Regions from separate parts of the Ovis aries genome. Here region 1 is linked to region 2. The links are chromatin contacts, called in public Hi-C maps. All regions are on one chromosome and are shown on one strand. The core of a region is the stretch at or near the end of the contact, and the rest is flanking DNA. Distances in the headings are between cores, read along the strand shown.

Evidence for each region. A called contact is a pair of places that touch in the nucleus more often than the background predicts.
Region 1: a Hi-C map of hypothalamus shows a contact between it and region 2, with 6 times the contacts expected there. The contact joins the enhancer-like site here to the promoter of GALNT1 in region 2. A contact is called at or near these places in 4 of 16 Hi-C or Micro-C datasets (blood, hypothalamus and tail adipose tissue).

The regions. Positions count from the first base shown.
Region 1 is chr23:22,031,663-22,037,207 of ARS-UI_Ramb_v3.0, reverse strand. All of the region lies in intron 1 of LOC132658493 (a long non-coding RNA gene), which reads right to left. Among named protein-coding and RNA genes, the nearest start is that of ZNF24, 43 kb to the left of the region's middle. Within about 2 kb of position 3,792, at least 17 of the 54 cell types and tissues checked have an H3K27ac peak or open chromatin away from gene starts, as enhancers often do. A contact at or near this core is called in hypothalamus, where this site is marked.
Region 2 is chr23:21,860,548-21,866,439 of ARS-UI_Ramb_v3.0, reverse strand. It overlaps GALNT1 (polypeptide N-acetylgalactosaminyltransferase 1), which reads left to right and starts at 3,925. Exons shown (of 12, transcript XM_042239388.1): 1 at 3,925-4,018.

The DNA.
Region 1 (5,545 bases), core at 2,543-5,042, 170 kb before region 2:
CTGTCCCCACACAAGGATAATACAAAATTGTGGGCTATATTCCTTATGCTGTATATTCTATCCCTGTAGCTTATTTATTTTATAACTAGAGGTTTGTACCTCTTAATCTCCTTCACTTATTTTTCCCCACCTTCCTACTCAGTTTCAGTAACGTTTAATAGTATTGTTGAAGGTTCCAGATTTGTTTAACAATACTGAGAGACCCTTACAGCTTCATCAAGAGAGTCTGACCATTAATGTTGACAACACCTAGAAAACTAAGCAAATAAAAAAGAAGCAATGTAATGATCTTCCAAGAGCAAGAACATACAAGGGTATCACCAGAAAGAAAATATATAACAATTTCTGGCCCACCTGTGAACAATGCTTACAAAATCATAAAATGGAAAAGATGACTAATTTTGTATTATACCTATATTTAGAGTCATCATTTAAATGTATGATAATATTAAATTAAAATTAAATATTGAAAGATATATTTGTATTTCTGTGTGTGTGTGTGCTGAGTCGCCTAAGTCTTGTCCGACTCTTTGCAACTCTATGGATTATAGCCCACCAGGCTCCTCTGTGCATGGGATTCTCCAGGCAAGAATACTGGAGTTGGTTGCTGTGCCCTCCTCCGGGGATCTTCCTGACCCAGAGATGGAACCCGCGTCTCTTGTTTCTCCTGCATTGGCAGGCGGGTTCTTACCACTAGCACCACCTGGGAAGCCCATATTTGTATTCCAATATATTTTAACTCAATATTGCATTATCACTATAATTAGAGGAGAAGGTGAAATGGTCCACTGAAGTAATACAGTGTTTTTGCCTTCTCCTCCACAAGAGGGCGCAAGGTGAATACGATTTTCAAGTCCATTGTTTCACTCGTGCCTTTGGCTGTGGCCGGGGATGACCACTTACTCCCATCTGGGTAGAGTTGACAAACTATTATTGTTAATATCTAAACAACTGTCTTTGGGGTCGGGAAGCTGTTGAAGGGATACCCAGATGAAGAAGTCACGACTTAAGTACTCACAATCTGGTGGGAACACAAACTCACAGAGGGAACAAAAATAACACATTTGGAGGGCGTGCTAAGGGCGCAAGGAGTCCCGCGGACGATGAGTTGGGGTGTTCCTTCGGAGAGGTTGCAACGCTTGGGGGCGATGTGTTTGAATGAAGCAGAGCGGTGGCGTGGACTGCGCATGCACAGCTCCACTGTGGGGGCACCGAGGGCGGGGTGGGGGTGGGGGTTGCTGTGGGAACGTAGGAAATTCTACACCAGCAGACCCGAGGCCGCAGACAACACTGCCTGCAAACACTGGGCAGTTTCTGAGGTCTGTTCTCCTTTCTTTGTCCCTTGAAATCTGCTCTGTACCCTCAAGGGCCCATGACCTTCACGCAGTTATCCCCTGCCCATTGCCCCCCAAATCCCCCAGCCCAAGACCTTCTCAGGTGTAGTTCAGTCTCTCCTCGCAGAGGCCTTTCCTTGTCCAGAGCCCTTCCTTCCTAGCTGCTGCTGCTGTTTCTGCTGCTGCTAAGTCGCTTCAGTCCCTCCTAGAGACTGGTGCTTTCTTTCAGGCCTTCCTGCTCCTCGAGGGTCTGCTCCCTGACCTCTCACCTCTTCTCTCCTGGCCGGTCCTCCTCAATGCCAAGATTGCCGCCCTTCTTCCCCCTGGTCTCACACCTGTTGCCCCGTCAGCTCCCTCTCTAGAGGCCTGCAAAGTGTTGACTTAAAAAATATCACAGCCTACAGTGTGATCATCCTCCTGTGGGACTTACCCCCATCCTCCAGGGCCCCGTGGGGTCTGGGGCACGTGTGATGTGAGTCAGGGTATGTGTGTGTGTGTGTGTGTGTGTGTGTGTGTGTGTGTGTGTTTTACTAACCCTACTATGAACAGAACCCCTGGGTTTACGGATGTTTCCCCATCATGACAACCACCCCGAGTGTTAAATAGTGGAAGGGATTGATAGAGTCTAGTTTTTAGGCATAGGAAACAGCTTAACTGGTGTAATGGAATCTGACTCAGAGATGCAATCAGATATTCTTGGTGCCGTAGTGTAAGGAGATCTAAAGGTACTTTGTGAAATGTTAGTCGTTCAGTCGTGTCCGACTCTTGGGACCCTATGGACTGTAGCCTGCCAGGCTCCTCTGTCCATGGGATTTTCTCCAGGCAAGAATACGGGAGGGAGGGGTTCAGGATAGGGGGCACATGTGTACCTGTGACTGATTCACATCGATGTATGGCAAAACCCACCACAATATTGTAAAGTAATTATCCTCCAATTAAAATAAATAATTAAAAAAAAAAAGAATACTGGAGCAGATTTCCATGACCTCCTCCAGGGGATCTTCTGCCCTGAGTGCCCTTAGGCCCCAGGAACTCACACTGAAGTTGATGACTGTGACATCTTTGTTTCCTGATATGGCAGGAAATATTCCGTTTCTCAAAAGGGACTGATTTGCAGGACCCCTGGGGCTCTGGTTGGTGTTGGAGAAGACTCTTGAGAGTCCCTTGGACTGCAAGGAGATCCAACCAGTCCATTCTGAAGGAGATCAACCCTGGGATTTCTTTGGAAGGAATGATGCTAAAGCTGAAACTCCAGTACTTTGGCCACCTCATGAGAAGAGTTGACTCATTGGAAAAGACTCTGATGCTGGGAGGGATTGGGGGCAGGAGGAGAAGGGGACGACAGAGGATGAGATGGCTGGATGGCATCACGGACACGATGGACGTGAGTCTGAGTGAACTCCGGGAGATGGTGATGAACAGGGAGGCCTGGGGTGCTGCGATTCATGGGGTCGCAAAGAGTCAGACACGACTGAGCGACTGCACTGAACTGAACTGAACTGGGGCTCTGGTGAATATGGCTGGCATGCTTTCACACCTCTCCTTTTCCCTTGGTGTCCTCGTCTTCACACTGTACCCTGGGCATTTCAATCTGATATTTCCAAAGCAACGACACTGCTCACGGACTCTGAGCCTAAAGTGTGAAAACGTCTGCACCATCCTTGCAGATCTTAAATCTGGTTCTAAGTGAGCTTGTCCACCGTACAGTGTGATGGTGTTGGGGAATCACAGGGTCGCGTGCACAGGCCCGCCTCCTGGTGCCGCCCTTCCTGCCCGGGCACCTGGGCAAGTGAAAGGACCTCTCGGAATCTCCGTGCCCCCATCTGTAAAATGAAGCCAGTGAGCAATTACCGCGTGGGATTGTCCTGAGAAGTAAAGGAGGTAACAATAAATGAGACAGTCTTTCCTAAGCACCTAGGAAATCGCTTACGCTAAAAGGAAGTGCTTAAAAAAAAAATGCAGGTATTATTATTACTGGGGCTTCCCCTGGTGGCTCAGTTGGTGAAGAACCTGCCTGCAATGCAGAAGACACATGTTCAATCCGTGGGTCGGGTAGATCCCTTGGAGGAGGAAATGGCAACCCACTCCAGTATTCTGGCCTGGAAAATTCCATGGACAGAGGAGCCTGGCGGGCTATACAGTCCATAGAGTCCCAAGAGTCAGACATGACTTAGCGACTAAATCCCCACCCCACCATTATTATTATCTGTTTTTTCTTCGTCTGTGACACTCAAGTGGGATTGCCAAGGGCAGACTGAATGATCTCCAGGAGGCTCCTTCAAGCTCCACTCTGAGTTTCTCAGATATGACCTGCCATACCCGCTGGGCAAGCTAGTGACTCAATCCTGATAACTTCCCTCTTCTGTTTATCTCCTCTGGCAACCCCCACGCACCCTACCCCGCCCTGTGACACCTCCCAGCAGCTCTTTGTGCTAAATTCCTCTGAGTGGTTTCAGTTCTGGGTGCAGTGGCTTTGCCATCTGGGGAGTCGGCCCCAGACAAGTGGCGTCCAGAGGAGACCTCACGACCTCTGCTCGCAGTCAGGTTTCTAGATATGAATATGGGTCAAAGGACACTGTATTGGTTGCTCTGAAAGCCACCTGGTGTATGCACGTGTTTTCATTTCTATTCTGGAACAAAATCTTACTCAGCCTACAATGGGGCAGTGTTTCTGGGCCTGAGGGGAGGCGGAACCTTCACTGACGTGTCCAGCTGGTCAGGTTGTCCCTTCCCCTAAGACATTTCTGTTTCCTGGCATTTTTGCTGCCTTCCTGCTTTAGAACAACAGCAGCCATGAGTAAACCCTTCACACACTGCATGTGCCTTGAAGCACAGCACGACCGAGAAGAGGGCTCCCGTCAGCCCAGTTTGGACCCAGGTGCTATTTTCCCAAGTGACCGAGGGAAGGCACGAGTGTTTCCTAAGGACCAGGCTCAGCCACTCAAATGAGAAAGCTGGCCTGGGGTCAGCTTGTATCCCAACCGAGAAGGCTCCCCGACACTCAGAACCCCACAGTTCTGAGGCTGCATCAGACACCTGGAGGCTGAGGCAGGAGTCTTGAGTGACAGACTGCAAAGAGATCCCCAGAGACTAGGAGATCATTGAAGAATCCACAAAAATACCTCAGGGAAGAAAGGACTTGCTTTATGGGGAGGGCTGGTGCCAGAGCATCACGGAATTCCAAGTTATACAAGCACTTCCTGCCCTTCCTTCCCCTCCACCCTGCAAGGTCACAGCAAAGGATGGGATGAAAGTCATAAAAGAGGTTGGAGGGAAAAGAGAAAAGCATTAGAATGTTTCCCCCTGCAGGTGGGATGGGAAACCCAGCCCAAGAATGAAATTTAAAGTTTTCATTATTGTTGTTGAAAAGCTGGCTTAAAGCTCAACATTCAAAAAACAAAGATCATGGCATCCAGTCCCATCACTTCATGGCAAATAGATGGGGAAAAAGTGGAAACGGTGACAGATTTTATTTCCTTGGACTCCAGAATCACTGCACACGGTGACTGGAGTCATGAAATTAAAAAACGCTTGCTCCTTGGGAGAAAAACTATGACAAACCTAGACAGCACCTTAAAAAGTAGAGACGTCACTTTGCTGACAAAGGTCCTTATAGTCACAGCTATGGTTTTTCCAGTAGTCACGTATGGATGTGAGAGTTGGATGATAAAGAAGGCTGAGCACCAAAGAATTGATGCTTTTGAATTGTGGTCCTGGAGAAGACTCTTGAGAGTCCCTAGGACTGCAAGGAAATCAAACCTATAAATCCTAAAGGAACTCAACCCTGAATATTCATGTAAGGACTGATGCTGAAGCTGAAGCTCTAATACTTTGGCCACCTGATGCAAAGAGCCAACTCATAGGAAAAGACCCTGATGCTGGGAAAGATTGAGGGCTGGAAGAGAAGGAGGGCGACAGAGGATGAGATGGTTGGATGGCATCATTGACTTAGTGGACATGAGTTTGAGCAACTCATCCGGGAGATAGTGGAAGGACAGGGAAGCCTGGCATGCTGCAGTTCACAGGGTCGCAAAGGGTCGGACATAACTGAGCTACTGAACAACTAGACCTGCTATGACAAGAGGATCTTTGGTGACTCATAAGTAACCAGATGGAGCAGTAGCTGCAGGGAAGGTGTTTCTACGGTGGGTGAGGTTGCAGCGTGACTAAAAGCCTACTTTTTGTTTAAATGCTCCATGGTGGTAGTACGT
Region 2 (5,892 bases), core at 2,676-5,175:
TCCTTAACCTTAAAAAAAAAAAAAAAAATCATACTGATGACTTGTCTGACTCTGTTATTTTCAGTGTCTTAGGTTCCTTTCTGCCACTGCTTTCTTCACCGTCACTGACCATGTGCCCAAATGGCATATTCCGAGGCTTCTCAGTGCAAGGCCTATTTCACTTGCAGAACCTCCAGCTTCTTCTAACTGGATGTCTCAGCTTTTCCACTCCTTCACGCTTGCTGACCTCAGACTCCACTGAGTCTATGATCTGGCAGTTCTCAAGATTTCCTCTATTATTTCTCATATGAGATTATAGCCCATGTAAACGTCCAGAGTATATCTGTAGAATTCCTAATAAACCAGCAATAAATCTTGCCTTTTCTCTCTGACTCTCTCTTGCCTACTGAAATGCAAGACACTGGGAGTGATTTTTTTTTAAATAGGAATAATCTGCAATCTGCTCTAATTTAGGTTTTAAACCTTTATTATGACTTCTGGTTCCTGTCTAATAGTTTGGTTGGAGTGCATTTCCCACTAAGAACAGGTAAAAGCCCTGGACATTGTATACGAAACAAACGAGAAAACTCTGAAAGGCAGAGAGAAAGCAGTTGACTAAGGACTTTGGGATCCAAGGAATGACAGGACGATGGGTTCTCTGAGTTGTTTTCTGTTGATTTGTTTGGCCCTGTACGTCTTGGACTGGTGAAGCTGGCAACCCAGGAGCACGACAGAACTATTTTTTAAAAAACCCTAAGCAACGCCTGCTCTCGCTAGCCAAAGGACCAGGAAAACGGCAATGTATAAAACGTTTACACCAGGAACTACCCTATTCTGACTCCCCTGCTGGCTCAGATGGGAAAGAATCCGCCTGCAATGCGGGAAAGCTGGGTTAGATCCCTGGGTTGGGAAGATCTCCTGGAAAAGGGAATGGCTATCCACTCTAGCATTCTGGCTTGGAGAATCCCCACGGACAGAGGAGCCTAACAGGCTACAGTCCATGGGGTCACAGAGAGTTGGACACGACTGAGCAACTTTCACTTCACTTTATTCTAGCCAAAGCCTGTAGCAAAAAAAAGAAAGTGACCTCATCCCTGTCCCAGGTAACTAAAGGCTGAACAGAGGGAGTCCTACCTTCACTCTAACATTAGAAGGCACCACTCATGACCCCTCTACCCACTGCTGGGGTGGTGCTAGAGAAGACCACATGGGGAGCCAGCATCTTCACCCCAGACCAACTGACAAGTGACGAGCAAAAACAAACAAAATGACCAAACCTTATGAAAGTGTATTATGCTGTCTAAAATAATAATAATAATAATAAGGACTTTCCTAGTGGTCCAGTGGTTAAGAACCGGTCTTCCAATGCAGGAGACATGGGTTTGATCCCTGGTCAGGGAAATAAGATCCCATGTGTCCCAGGGCAACTAAGTCTGAGTACCACAACTACTGAGCCCACACATAAGATTCCACATGACATGACTAAGACCAGAAGCAGCCAAATAAATAAATTATAAGAATTTTTTTTTTTTTAAATAGAAAGCTGTGGGCAACATGGAAGGCCCACAGTCCATGCTTAACTGGCAGAGACAAAAAAGAAAAAGCCAGTCTCAAGCGGTCACATACTGTATAATTCTATTACATAACATCCTTGAATTAAAAAAAATTATAAATATAAAACAGATTGTGGTTGCCAGGGGTTAGAGGGTGTGGGTGGAGGAGAGATGGGGGTGACTAGGAAGGAAGAGCATGAAGATCTTTGTGGTGATGGAATAGTTCTGTACTTTGATTGTTAGAGAATCTGCACATGTGATAAAATGGTGCTGAACCATACACACACATTGTACCAATGCCAATTTCCAGGTTTTGATATTTTGATACTTAAGTATAGTTAACAAGTTTATAGCTTTTTTATAGGTTAGCATTATAAGAAGTAACCACTGGGGGGAATGGGTGAAGGTATGACGTACGTCTCTGTACAGTTTTTACAACTTCGTATGCATTCATAATTATTTCAAAATAAAAGGTTAAAAAAAGTTATCCTCCAATTTTGGTACTTACAATAGTCATTAACATTATAATCCAGATTTTTGCAGCTCTCTGCTTTCTGGGAACAATGTTGGGATTTATTGCATTTTCCTGCTTCTTTGAAAGTTACATATGGCAGGTCATTTGATTTGGCCATTGAAACACATATATAAAAACGACACGTGGGGAGAAGTGTTAGAAGACCTTGTGCAACTTGCCATGTGCCCTTCTACTGTCTCTACCAAAGAGGAACCATGCGCTGTTCTGGACTCTTCTTCAGCCTGGGCTGAAGTCCCCCACCCCCACTGCCACCCCCCAAAGGACTTGGAGTGCAGGCCAGAAAGGAACTGTGTAAGCTCCCAGCATTTGGGGCTTTTGGATAGAGACATCAGTAAACTAATACAATAATTAGTCACCATTACTTGCCCATGTCCCTTACAAATGCTTCAGATGTACTGCTCTTATCACCAGATCCAAAGCAAGGCAACTTCCCCACTGCTTATGATCCCCATTAACCACTCCCAAGACTGCCTTCACCATGCTGACATATGCTTACTGCCTAACCTTACCCATGATGGCTACCCATCTGGCTGCTTCCACTTAGTTTAATGTTTTTGAGGTTCCTCTGTGATGTATGTACCTTCCATGTATCTTCTATGTATTTTTCATTTTGTTTTATTGCTGAATAGCAATCACTGTATACATATACCACACTTAGTATATTCACCAGTTGCTGGACATCTGGACTGTTTCTACCTTTCGAGTATTGTCAACAATGCCCCTATGAAAGTTTATATACAACTTGCTATCTGAACATATTCTCAGGTTTTTTTTCCACCTAGGAGTGGAATTACTGGGGGCATGTGGTACTCTTATGTATAATTTTTAAAGCATCTTTTAAATCAACTTCCAAAGTGGCTGCACCATTTCACATACCCATCAGAAATGTAGATCAGGGTTCTAATTTCTCATCTCACCAACACTTGCTATTTTCAGTCTTATTACAGTCATTATAGTGGGTGTGAGGAGCTTTCTCATTGTGGTTCTGATTTGCATTTCCCTAGTGACTAATGATGTTGAATATCTTTCCATGCTATAGTTGACCATTTAAATATTTTCTTTGGTAAAATGCCTATTCCATTTTTTTGTCCATTTAAAATTTGATTATTAGTCTTATTAAGTTATGAGTTGTTTATATATTCTGAATACAAGTTTTTATTTAGCAGATATACAACTTGCAACTCTCTTTTGCCCGAGATGGTTTGTTTTTTTTTTTCTTAATATGGTTATTTTTTTAAAAAGATGCAAACTTCAAAGTGAAGTTTCCTTGTGGTACATTAACAGGCCAATCATGATTCACTTTGTTTCAAAATATTATGTAAGTACTTTTAAAAAGCAACTTTAAACTTTTATTTTAGACTACTTGGAAAATGTAGATAAGCACAAAATAGGATAGTAAAATTCCAGAGACAATCTTCGGTAACATTATTCGCTTCCAGCCTTTTGGTTCTTTCTGTCAACACACCTTTATTTAAAAAATAAAAAGTATAAACATGAGCTTCATCATTCCAACTCTTGGCTGGCAAGCAAGACTTTACAAAAACCTCTGAATGATTCAAGTAGAAAATTTATTATGTCTATGAGTGGCAGAAGACCAGGCTGCGTCTTTTCTTAGATTAACGGACAGCTAGGTACTGGAATTAGTGCCAAGGAAGAGTGGTTCCAGGAGGGCACAAGTGGAAGGGCCCCTCTCAGCACCACGCGGGAGACACTGCCCCAGTTACCCGCGTTGCGGGGGGCCGCGGCTGTTCAGTATCCCCAAGGCTTGGCTGCCTCTTCCGGCTGTGCCGGTCGCGGGCCTCTCCTCTCGCCGCCCACCCTGGGTCCAGAACCTCCTGCATCCCCGGCGCCGGCCTCAGAGCTCAGCACGACCGGGCCGAGGGGCCACTGACCGTCCTCCAGCTCCGAGTCCTGCGCCGCAGCTCGCGGGTGAGGAGCAACCAGGGGCTCGGTAAGAGGATCTCGTCGGCGCGGTGAGGGCACCGTCCTTTCCTCCCACCCCGCGATCTGCTCGACGTGAAACGGCCCGAGTTGTGCTTCACTTGGGGAGGCGGCAGCCGCCCCTTTGTCCGTGCCCAGGTTCAGGTGGAGACCACCAGCCCGGACGGCACGGCCGAGCCCGTCTCAGCCCCAGCCTCTCGCCCGGGGACCCCTCGCTCCGGGGCTCGGGTTCCGCGCCTCCCCGCGGGTCGGGCCAGCAGGGGGCAGAGGCGCGGAGGAGCCGGAACCTCCGGGGCCCCGAGGGAAGCGCCGCGGCCCCGAGGTGGGCTCGCCGCAGGGACGGGGGCGGCGCATCCGGGTGAGCGCGCGGCGCCCCCGCCTCCCCCGCGCAGCCGCACGGGCCGCCGCCGCCGCCGCGAGCACGCCGCGCGCGCGGGGAGGACCGCGCCCAAGCGGCCTGCGCGGGTGGCCCTGCGGCCCCGGCCCGCCGCGCTGAGGCGGCCCCGAGCGAGCGGCAGCGGCGGCGGCATGCGGGGCCGCCCGGAGTAGCGCGCCGAGCCCGCGAGGCCCGGCGCGGAGGCGGGGGCAGGCGCGGCGGAGGCGGGGCCCGCGCCGGGCCCGCCCGCCCGCCGGGGGAGCCGCCGGCAGTGGCCGAGAAGGCGGCGCGGCGGACGGCGGCCCGAGAGTAGCGCCCGCGCTGCGGCCCGCGGGACCGCGCCGCGACCGCCGGGGCCGGCCCCGAGGAGCGCCCGCTGCCGCCGCCGCCGCCGCGCGCGGAGCGAGGTGAGTGTCCTCCCGCTCCCGGGCCGTCCCGGAGCCGCGGCCGCTGGCGCGGGGCGGGCGGCGGCGGAGGCGGAGAGGCCCGGCCGCGTCCGCGTCTCCCGTCCCTTTGTGGCCGGCGCGGCCGTGGCCGGGGCGCGGGCGCGCGAGGCGCGGGGTCCGGGTCGGGGACTCGGGGGCTGCTGGACACGCGGCGTCTCTGGTTGGCAGCTGCGGCGAGCAGCGAGTTTCCGTCCTAGTTTGACATTGAGTTGGGACCGTTTTTCTTTAGAAGACGGAAGTTTGTTTTATTGACCAAAAAATACAGCTAAATATGGCTCCTGGTTCGGTCCGGCGGTGTGGTACTTGGAGCCGCGGTGCCAGGCTGACCCTCGCCGGGCCGGCGCGACGGAGGAGGGGAGGACACGCGGGCGGCCGGAGGTGGGGGCTTCCCGGCCCTCTGCCCGCGAAGAGGACCCGGCCCAATTAGCAAATGTCTGTGGATGGGAAGCAGCGGGCTTTAGTTAATGTGGCAGCACTTCCTGGAAGAATGAATGAATGAAATGTCATTTACTTATCCATAATCAATACAGTGCCCATTTAAAGATTTGCCAGGAATTGTGATGATTTGCAGTGTCATTGCCTCTCTTACCTGGTCAGCCCTTGCTAGGTGAAGGTACCCCCTCCTCCGAACTTATGACCTTGGCCTCATTCACAGAGCCACTCAGCTAACCAAGCGGACTTGACATTTTCTGACAAGTGTGGGCAATGGTCAGAGTAGTCTTTGTGAAGTGTTTCTGGAGGGCAGAGATGGTACTTTATGCTTAATACAATGACCTGTAGCAATTCTTGCCAAGAACCCTGAGAGGTTGGGGGTGGGGGGGGGGGTGGGGGGTATTTTTTTCCTCCTTTCACAAGTGAAGAAGTTGAGGCCCTGAGAAATTGTAACTTTCCAGGTCACAAGCTAAAGCCAAAGAGCTGGAATTCACACCTAGGTCTTATTAATCCAGGGCTCTTAACATCACATCTGTGTCTAGACCTAGATTGGCCGTTATGATAGCCACTAACCACATGTGGCTATTTAAATTAATTAAAATTGAAGTTTTGAAAAGTCACTAGCCACGT